Linked DNA regions of Zea mays: regions 1 and 2 are each linked to region 3. Evidence: chromatin contacts called from public Hi-C data. All regions are on one chromosome and are shown on one strand. The core of a region is the stretch at or near the end of the contact, and the rest is flanking DNA. Distances in the headings are between cores, read along the strand shown.

Region 1 (2,700 bases), core at 45-2,544, 400 kb before region 3:
ATGAGAAGAACCCGAAGAACAAGTATGTTACTACGGTAAGTTTTCCCCATCAGATGAAATTAATCCAATCTAGGGCTCTTCTACAACCGACCGATAGTGCTAAACTCCTTTAACTCTGCGATTAGCCACTTTTGTATTTAAAAAAATAATACTCGACTCGATTCGTGGTTTGTTAATTTTTGTTGTGCCCTCTGCCCCCTTCTCTCCTTGTGGAACTGTAATTTGTAATCTAGATTAGGGATGAAAACGATTTCAGAATTTTTCGGAATTTTGGAAACCGATTTTAAATTTTTCGATCGGATTCATCGGTAACGGTATTTTTTGAAAACGGAATCGGTTTTCGGAATTTTCTATCGGAATCGGTATCGGAATCGGCGTGATGTTTTACCGATCGTTTCCTTCAGTTAACGGGTTTTGTCGGAAATTACCGGATTTGTGTCTCGAAATTTTCCGGAATTGTGTCTCGAAATTTTTTGGAATTGTGTCTCGGAATTTTCCAGCATGTGATTTTTCGCATCGCCTGTACGTCTCTAGATAAAGATTACTTATTTTTGTATTTTTTATACGCCTTAAGATTTTTTTGGGATAGATGGTGTTGGAAGGCAGTTGAGATTAACGATTTGGTCTTTTCCACACATTAGGTTTTATGGTTTTCCTATGAGGTTGTGAAAAACTCTTTATGTGAAGAAAAAATATTTCATAAGTAAACATGCTATGTCAGCTATATCGAGTGGATATTATAAATTGTGAACTTTGAGTCCGTGAACTTGTGATCTTTATGAACTTGTTATACTGTGAACTTGTGATCTTTGTAAATTTTTTATATTATAAATTTGTGATCCTTGTGAACTTGTTATATCATGAATTGTGGACTTGTGGTCTTTGTGATCTTTTGTCAACTTTGTTGTATTGTGAAGTTTGATATGTTTACCGATCGTATTTTAGATTTCGACCGTTACCGATGTATTTTCCGTACCAAACTTTCGTTTCCGATGTTTCCGAAATACTGATTTCGTTTCTGTTTTCGGAGTTACCGTTTTTGATTTTATTTCCAATAAAAAAATATGAAAACGGTAATAGTTTCAGTGTTTACCGACGGTTTCCGACCGTTTTCATCCTCCAATCTAATGTTTGCAACAGTAAAACAGGCGGCCTGCAATTGTCCAGCGGACCTTTTTTTGTTTGCGGGGCGGGCTAAATGGGCTTGCAGGCAGGCCCGCGCCGCTTGCAACCCTACTCTGCCTTGTCTTCTCCCATCATTCCCAAGCGTGAGCAAAACCCCACCACCGAAGACTGCCCCGCCGCCGACGCCCGCCTCCATCCTCTCCTCCAGTTCCTCCTAGCGCCGCCGCCCGACTCCCTCCTCCAGCGCCGGCGCCCAAATCCCTCCTCCAGTGCCGTCGCCGACTCTCCGCCCGCGTCCATCCTCCGGTTCCAGCTTACATTGGTCCATCCTCTCCTCTGCCCCCTCCTCCATCCTTCATCAGATTCAGACGGTGAAGCACCCAGTCCCAGTTCAGGTTCAAACAGTAAGTTGTAACTTGTGTGGTTGAACTTGCTCTGTTTCCTTTTATGCTAGTATTTGTTTTATGAACTCAAGTACTCAACCTATGTATGAACTTATGAACTTATTCTACATCTGAACTTTTATGTAAAATCTGAAAAGACGTTTCAACGTTAAAAAAGGTGGTTCGTAACGTTTTACCGCTTTAATAACCATGTGTAGCAGGACGCTCCGCACGAGCTGGAGATGGAGGTGGAGGTGGCCAAATATTCACGGGGGCAGGGTGCTGACCTGAAGGTAATCCACTACTGTGCTCTTGCAAACAAACTGCAAGTGTCGATCATTCTACTGTACGATGAATATGCTAACCAGCTATGCTACTCTCATTTGGAATGGCTCTGTAGGCGCTGGGGGACAAGAAGTTGAAAGGGCAGCTCAGTGTAAAAGAGAAGCTATATGGCCAATCTGCAAAAGCTGCTGCAAATGCCGAAAAGGTCACCTCTCTTTTCATTGCATATTTGCATTAGCCTGGATTTGGATTGCAAAAACATGCAATTGGTGTCTCACTAGAAATCTTAGGTCAACATTATGTGGGTGAAATGAAGAGAATCTGATATTAAAAACCTGTGTATGGTTAGTTAAGCTGTTTTGGTTTCAAGGGAATCCATTTTGGATGAACTGATGATGTGAGTATTCACACATACAGGGTTAGCATTTTAAGCATTATACGAGTCGCTGAAAGCCCAAAACATTACTGGCAAAAAGGACAAAGCCTCAGGAAGATCTGTTTGTATTTTTTTTTGCGGGGGGTACATATTGGTTTGCTAAAAGTACTATTGCTGAGCCGAAAAGACTTTGTATCAGAGTTTTGTTATCTTAGATCATCTCCTAGGTCCTAGCTTTTCCTCTGAGCAGAACTTGTACATCAATGTGGTCTCTAATATAACACTTGACTGCCAATATCTATAATAGTATATTTTTTTAAATAGAGATATACATTATGAAAGTAGTATTCCTAGTAAAGGTAGTCCTATCAATGTATTTAAATATTTTACATTTTTACTCATTTTGTTCAAAATTATAAGAAGTTTTGACTTTTCTAGATATATTTATTTTACTATGTATTTAGATATAGTGTATATCTAAGTGCATAGCAAAAACTATGTATCTAAAAATGTTGAATCGTCTAGTTTGGA
Region 2 (2,700 bases), core at 138-2,637, 490 kb before region 3:
ACCTTACCGACTCGACTGCATAGCACGGCACCATGAGAATGACGCCGACAAGAAACTTCTGTTCCTGAAAGAGCATAATGCGGCAAGAATGAGTGAAAATACCAAGTCAGACACGGTTCAAACAATGTATCACATTGATTTATTTAAACACTAAGCAACACTGATAACGATCCACAACCTCTGGGTTTTTGTAGGCTGACAGATGATTGAACAGCAAGTACAGGGACAGCGAGACGGAGATGATAACAAAAACCCCGGCGATGAGGGTAGCCCAGAGAGGTGGTGTATAGCTTCCAATAACCGCAAGCAATTGCTTGGCCAACTCCACCGCCATCCCTTCTCACTGCCCCCCTTAACTGGTCTTCAATGATTATGCCCCGTTTGGAATGAAATCTGTTGCAGGGTATGGTTCATAGAGGATCATAATAAGTGAGACAGAGACTGGAGCTCTTGCTCTTCCCTTGTTGAGCGGCACGGCAGTACCTAAAATTCTGTTGTTCCACTTGATACTTTGGTCTCTCTTCCTGCAAACACCATATATATAAAAGAGATAAAGATGAGGAGGACGCAAGGGCAAATCTTGAAGGGGCAGCAGAATTGAACTCGTAAAGACCGCACATGAATGAAGCAGAAATAACGTTGCTTTGCACCCAACCCCGATCAAAGATTTGAAGGGGGCTACTGGGAAATCTGGAACTGGAAAAAATATTAAAGGGGCAATAGGTGAGCTTCTGTAAATCTGGGAGTTTTCCGCCAAGAAACGATCTTCGATCCAAAATAGCCCCTAAAAGGAAACCTGAGCAAGCTCGAGCAGCCGGATCACCCATGGCGACGTCGGACGTCGCACTAATGGATGACCCCACGGCGGTGGGCGGCCGTGTCTTCGTCAAATTGCCAACCCACTTCTCCCTCACCGTCACCGCCGGAAAACTTGACGAAGGGAGGATCCAAAACAGAACTAAAGGAAAGGATACAAACCTAGAGAATCGGATCTGAGCCGGAGCAAACCAATGCAGGAGGGATCAACGAAAACCGACCAGAGGGAGAGCAAGACTCCGCAAACAGAGAGCCCAATCAACCGGCGCACAAGAAAAAACGAGCTTTGCCTGCCTAGGATTAATTGGGGTTGGAAGAGAACCATGGGGAGCGTGGGGCTTGATTACATTTACATACAGAGGATTAGGTGGCGGAATCGTACTTGTCAGGGAGACAGGGACGGCGGGGAGAGAAATTGTTTCTCCTGCACCACATGCTCGCAACGTCTCTGGTTTTGTTTGCAGTCGCTGTCTGTCTGGTCGGGTCAACCAGGAACTCTCGCTCTCTCTGGGCTGGCCCTCTTTTTTTTCCTGTGCTCTTGCCTTCGTTCTCTGGCAACTCCAGATCGTAGCCCCCAATTCAAATTTGGATCTTGAAAATTAAACTAGAACACAAAAGGTGATTTGGTATGCAGTTTGCATTTTACTAAAAAAACAACACAATGCGTCGAAAACATACAGACTAATAAAAACAAAAGGTGTATTAAGCATGGATGGTTGTATTTAGAGACGCGGTGGCTGTCAAAGTGACTCCATTGTACAATGGGGATCAAAGTTGTTTGATTGGAGGCATGGAGTTGAGACGATCTGGAAGATCATGTGGAGGACTTGAGAGATGGACTTCCATGGCAATGGGCGGATTTAACTCAATTCAAGATAGGTGATATATTTTTTCCCCCGATAAGGGCAAGAGATTGTATATATAATTTCAAGACGCCAGGGGCGAATAAAATTTAAGAGCTTGCTGCTGAGAGTATTTTGTCTAATACTCCATCGTTCTTAAATACTACCTCCAATTTTTTTTTTTGTCGTCGAAAAGTCAAAAATGAATTGGTGAGCGTCATATATAAAAAACTAGAGGTAGTATATGACACCGTTGACTTTTTAAAAAAAATTAACCACTTATTTTATTCAAAAATGTAAAATTTTAAAAAAACAACCACTTATTTTATTCAAAATATTTATTTAAAAATGTAAAATTTTAAGTCACGTTCAAACAACCTCAACTGATAAATAAAATAAATGATACTTCACATTTTTTTGTTGAAGTTTAAAAAAATCAATAACCTCACGCCTGAAATGCAAGGTGGTCATGGTCATAGTAGTAAACCAGCTACTACAAGCTCACTTCAGAGCCATTCACGTTTCACACTGCAAGGTGTTGTTAATTGCGGATGTAAAGTTCATAACCCAAAAAAAAGTCCATGATATCAAGAAAAAGACAAAAAAAGTGATAATAACAATACAAATTTAATTACCAGGAACTAATGGGCATGAGACACGGCTTCATGTTTGACGCATCTACTGTCTAGGTCGATAACCGCGTTGAGTGAATACTGGCAAGTCAGACAACAATTTCAGCAGATCCACATAATCAATGTTTATTTTTCAAAACGCAGAGGTGTCACATGACATGAGTAAAGAATGATGGCCAGGATACAACAAATGAAATTCCAATCGATATAATTGGAAAAAAAAACCCTAAACAACACAAACACTGTTTCATTAATGTTAAGTTATTGAACTAACAAACAACACACCAACCCAGCCCCACCAAATATTTGCTGCAACAGCCGTTGCATATATTCAGATAGATCCCACTTCTGTAGTTTAGTCGAAGCAGCCTATATATACACCTCTTTCCATGGAAGTAGTTAAGAGTGTG
Region 3 (2,700 bases), core at 133-2,632:
GTGTCACTGTTAATGAGACAAGATGATAGACAAAAAAAAAACCTCTGGATATCGCATAATGGCTTGACCAGTACTTTCAGGATCAAGCGGGAGAATGTTATAAGGTACGTACAACTTTTTCTTTTCTTCAACCTTATTGTGTGTATCCAAAATCTGTGCAGCAAAAAAAACGAGCAGGATTCACAGTCACTGTTGATAAAAGTCAAGGTGTGCCAATGCGAAGAAAGAAAGAAAACAGAGATCAGCATACAGCGGAGATGAATGGCATACCGCTTGATCGACTTCAACGGACTGCGAGACATTAACGGCCCTCAAGACCTCAAACAAGACAGCAGCTGTCTGGTACGCTTTAGTGAGCAGTGCTCTGGGGAGACAGAAAGGCAGAGCGTGAAGGGCGGAGCACCGAGCGAGCGGCGAAGGCACGAAGCGTCGCGGGAAAAGAGTCTGCTCACTCACCGGTCAGCCTTATCAGCAGCATGCTGCAGTGCCTGGATGTACTTCTTGTAGTATTCGCGGTAGAAGCGCTGCATCTCCCGAGCATCGCTCTGGTGGACCCTTCCCTTGAGCGTGGGATCATTTTCCTGGAGAAGCGCAGAGGTGTACAGAATCATGGGCAGGTTGTGGAGGTGTGTGCGAATATGTGGCGAGTTTTAAGTGCAACTACTACGGACCCTCTCAAGCCTCTGCAGAAGTGCGGTCTTAAACTGACGAACACCACGGCCACTGGATGTCGGGTCGAGGCGGTGAGCCTTCTCGAAAGCGTAGAAGCGACCTGGAGCAAACGAGGAATCGGATCGGAGCGCTAGTAGTAGTAGTAGTAAGTAGCGCAAGAGAAGGAATTACTTACAGAGGTAGGCGACGCGCGGGTTGGTGGCCTCGACCTCGTTGGCGACGCGGAGGATGGGTGCGATCTCGACGAGCGAGGACGGCACGACCTCGCTGTCGAAGATGGACTCGCCGAGGTTGCCGACGGTCTGCGTGCGCAGGAGGCGCCTACCGGTGGAAGGGGACGGCGAGGGGGCGGGCGAGGACGAGGACACGTCCGCCGTCCTCCGCCCCGGCGCCGCCATCCCGCTCCCGCGTCACCTCACTCACTCCGCAGCAGCTAGCACGGAATCGGATCGGATCTCCCCGTCTGGGTCTGGCTGTCCCTCGCCAGCACGGGAATGCGTCAGCTCACTCCCTCCGCAGATAAGCTTGCCTTTTGGATACTGTAGTAGTCTAGAGTAGATAGGTACTGGGACGGCGCGTGGAGATGGAACGAAACCCTAGATCAGATTTGGCAAGAGAGCAGCAGTGGGGATGGAGGGAGAGGGAGCAGCCAGAGAGCAGCAGTGATGAGCAGGAGGAGGGATGGGGGGAATGAAAGGTGTTTGATTTTCAAACTTTTTTTTCCTTCGGTTGGACCGTGGGCAGAGACAAAGCGGCCTGGGGTTCTACGATTTTGCCACTAGGGTTTATGCACTGCACTGCACCGCACCTGCACGGGACAAGGAGTTACAGAGTGAGAGCCAGTGGCCCCATGCATTGAGGCGTGACCTGCTGGCGAATTGGCTGGGCCCAAGCCCAACCCAACAAGATCGACAAGCCAGCCCATGAGCCCACCGAATAGATCACCGGGTCCGGGGCAGTTGCACCCTTTGGGGCTGGTCACAAGTAAATTGGAGGGATCGAGGAATCTCTTTGGGATCTTTCTTCATACATTATCTTTAATTTTCTGGTCACTAAACCAGTTATGGGCGTGAACTTTTTAGAGAGTGTTTGAGTAACTTGACATTAAATTTTGAAGTTATGAATATTAAATATATAGTTAATTAGGTTTAATAAATTTGTCTCGTCTTTTAGTCTTAATCTGTGTAATTAATTTTATAATTAAACTATGTTTAATACTCGTAATTATCAAGAGGGACTAAACTTTAAGAGCGTGGAACCAAATACCCCCTTAGATGCATGATGATAAAGTCATGGAACAAAGATGCATGCACGCTTCATTCTCACCCATACATGAACCAAATATCTTGTATATGTTTCTTGTCTCGCAGAGAAAATGATTGGCAAAAGCTGAAACTAAAGTAGGTAGCTTCGGAAGATTCAACAACTCGGTTTCATCTTTCCCGAGTTTACATATGGTTCCACTTCCACGCGGTGCAAAGGAAGCCCATCCAATTGCAATCTCTCTCTCTATCTATCTATCTATTTGTCTCTCTCTCCCTCCGGCGTGTTGACGTGTGTCAGGAGCGGATGCGAAAAGGCCTGATAGCGCCCCGTGCGCTTGTCCGTGTGTTGGCACGCAACTCTTGTGCAGCAGCTACCTTTTCGAGCCCGAAATTTCAATTGGATTCAACGGAGGGAGTTGTGTTGCGTCTTCCTTCCCTTTTCTCCCTCCCGGTGCATGTTCCCTGGCTGGACCAACTCCCACTGCCACCGCGACTGCCAGACTCTGTCATCTCGCCATCGCGGCGACCTGTCAGAGTCCATCACATATGCCAAGCATGTAAGGCTCATTGCCCTCTGTCGATTTGCTTGCTCCCCGGTCCACATTCCTCTACTCTCATGAAACCCTTAACCTAAAACCCACCTCTTCCCCGAGCCATCCCCTCCTCGCGGTGATGGCAGAGGCGACGCTCTCCTCCCACATCTCGTGTTGCCTGGCACCACCGAAGGTGGCTGAAGCGCCACAATGCTGCTGCATCTCCCTCC

Evidence for each region. A called contact is a pair of places that touch in the nucleus more often than the background predicts.
Region 1: a contact with region 3 is called in a Hi-C map of ear, with 2.2 times the contacts expected there. The contact joins the promoter of LOC100191648 here to the promoter of LOC100280338 in region 3. A contact is called at or near these places in 8 of 25 Hi-C or Micro-C datasets (bundle sheath, ear, endosperm and 3 more).
Region 2: a contact with region 3 is called in a Hi-C map of ear, with 3 times the contacts expected there. The contact joins the promoter of LOC100502274 here to the promoter of LOC100280338 in region 3. A contact is called at or near these places in 6 of 25 Hi-C or Micro-C datasets (bundle sheath, ear, leaf and 2 more) and 1 of 3 datasets of contacts at active chromatin or transcription factors (leaf).

What each region holds. Positions count from the first base shown.
Region 1 is chr6:92,191,658-92,194,357 of Zm-B73-REFERENCE-NAM-5.0, reverse strand. LOC100191648 (Transducin/WD40 repeat-like superfamily protein) reads left to right here and starts at 1,294. Exons shown (of 8, transcript NM_001137077.1): 1 at 1,294-1,529; 2 at 1,727-1,801; 3 at 1,909-1,998. The coding sequence starts at 1,751.
Region 2 is chr6:92,284,719-92,287,418 of Zm-B73-REFERENCE-NAM-5.0, reverse strand. LOC100502274 (Protein LAZ1) reads right to left here and starts at 1,387. Exons shown (of 10, transcript XM_035959972.1): 1 at 1,199-1,387; 2 at 484-524; 3 at 179-393; 4 at 8-64. The coding sequence starts at 334. It overlaps LOC542305 (cyclin 3), which reads right to left. Exons shown (of 11, transcript NM_001363253.1): 11 at 2,404-2,700.
Region 3 is chr6:91,793,914-91,796,613 of Zm-B73-REFERENCE-NAM-5.0, reverse strand. LOC100280338 reads right to left here and starts at 1,382. Exons shown (of 41, transcript NM_001362453.1): 1 at 848-1,382; 2 at 672-772; 3 at 457-581; 4 at 271-364; 5 at 43-153. The coding sequence starts at 1,070.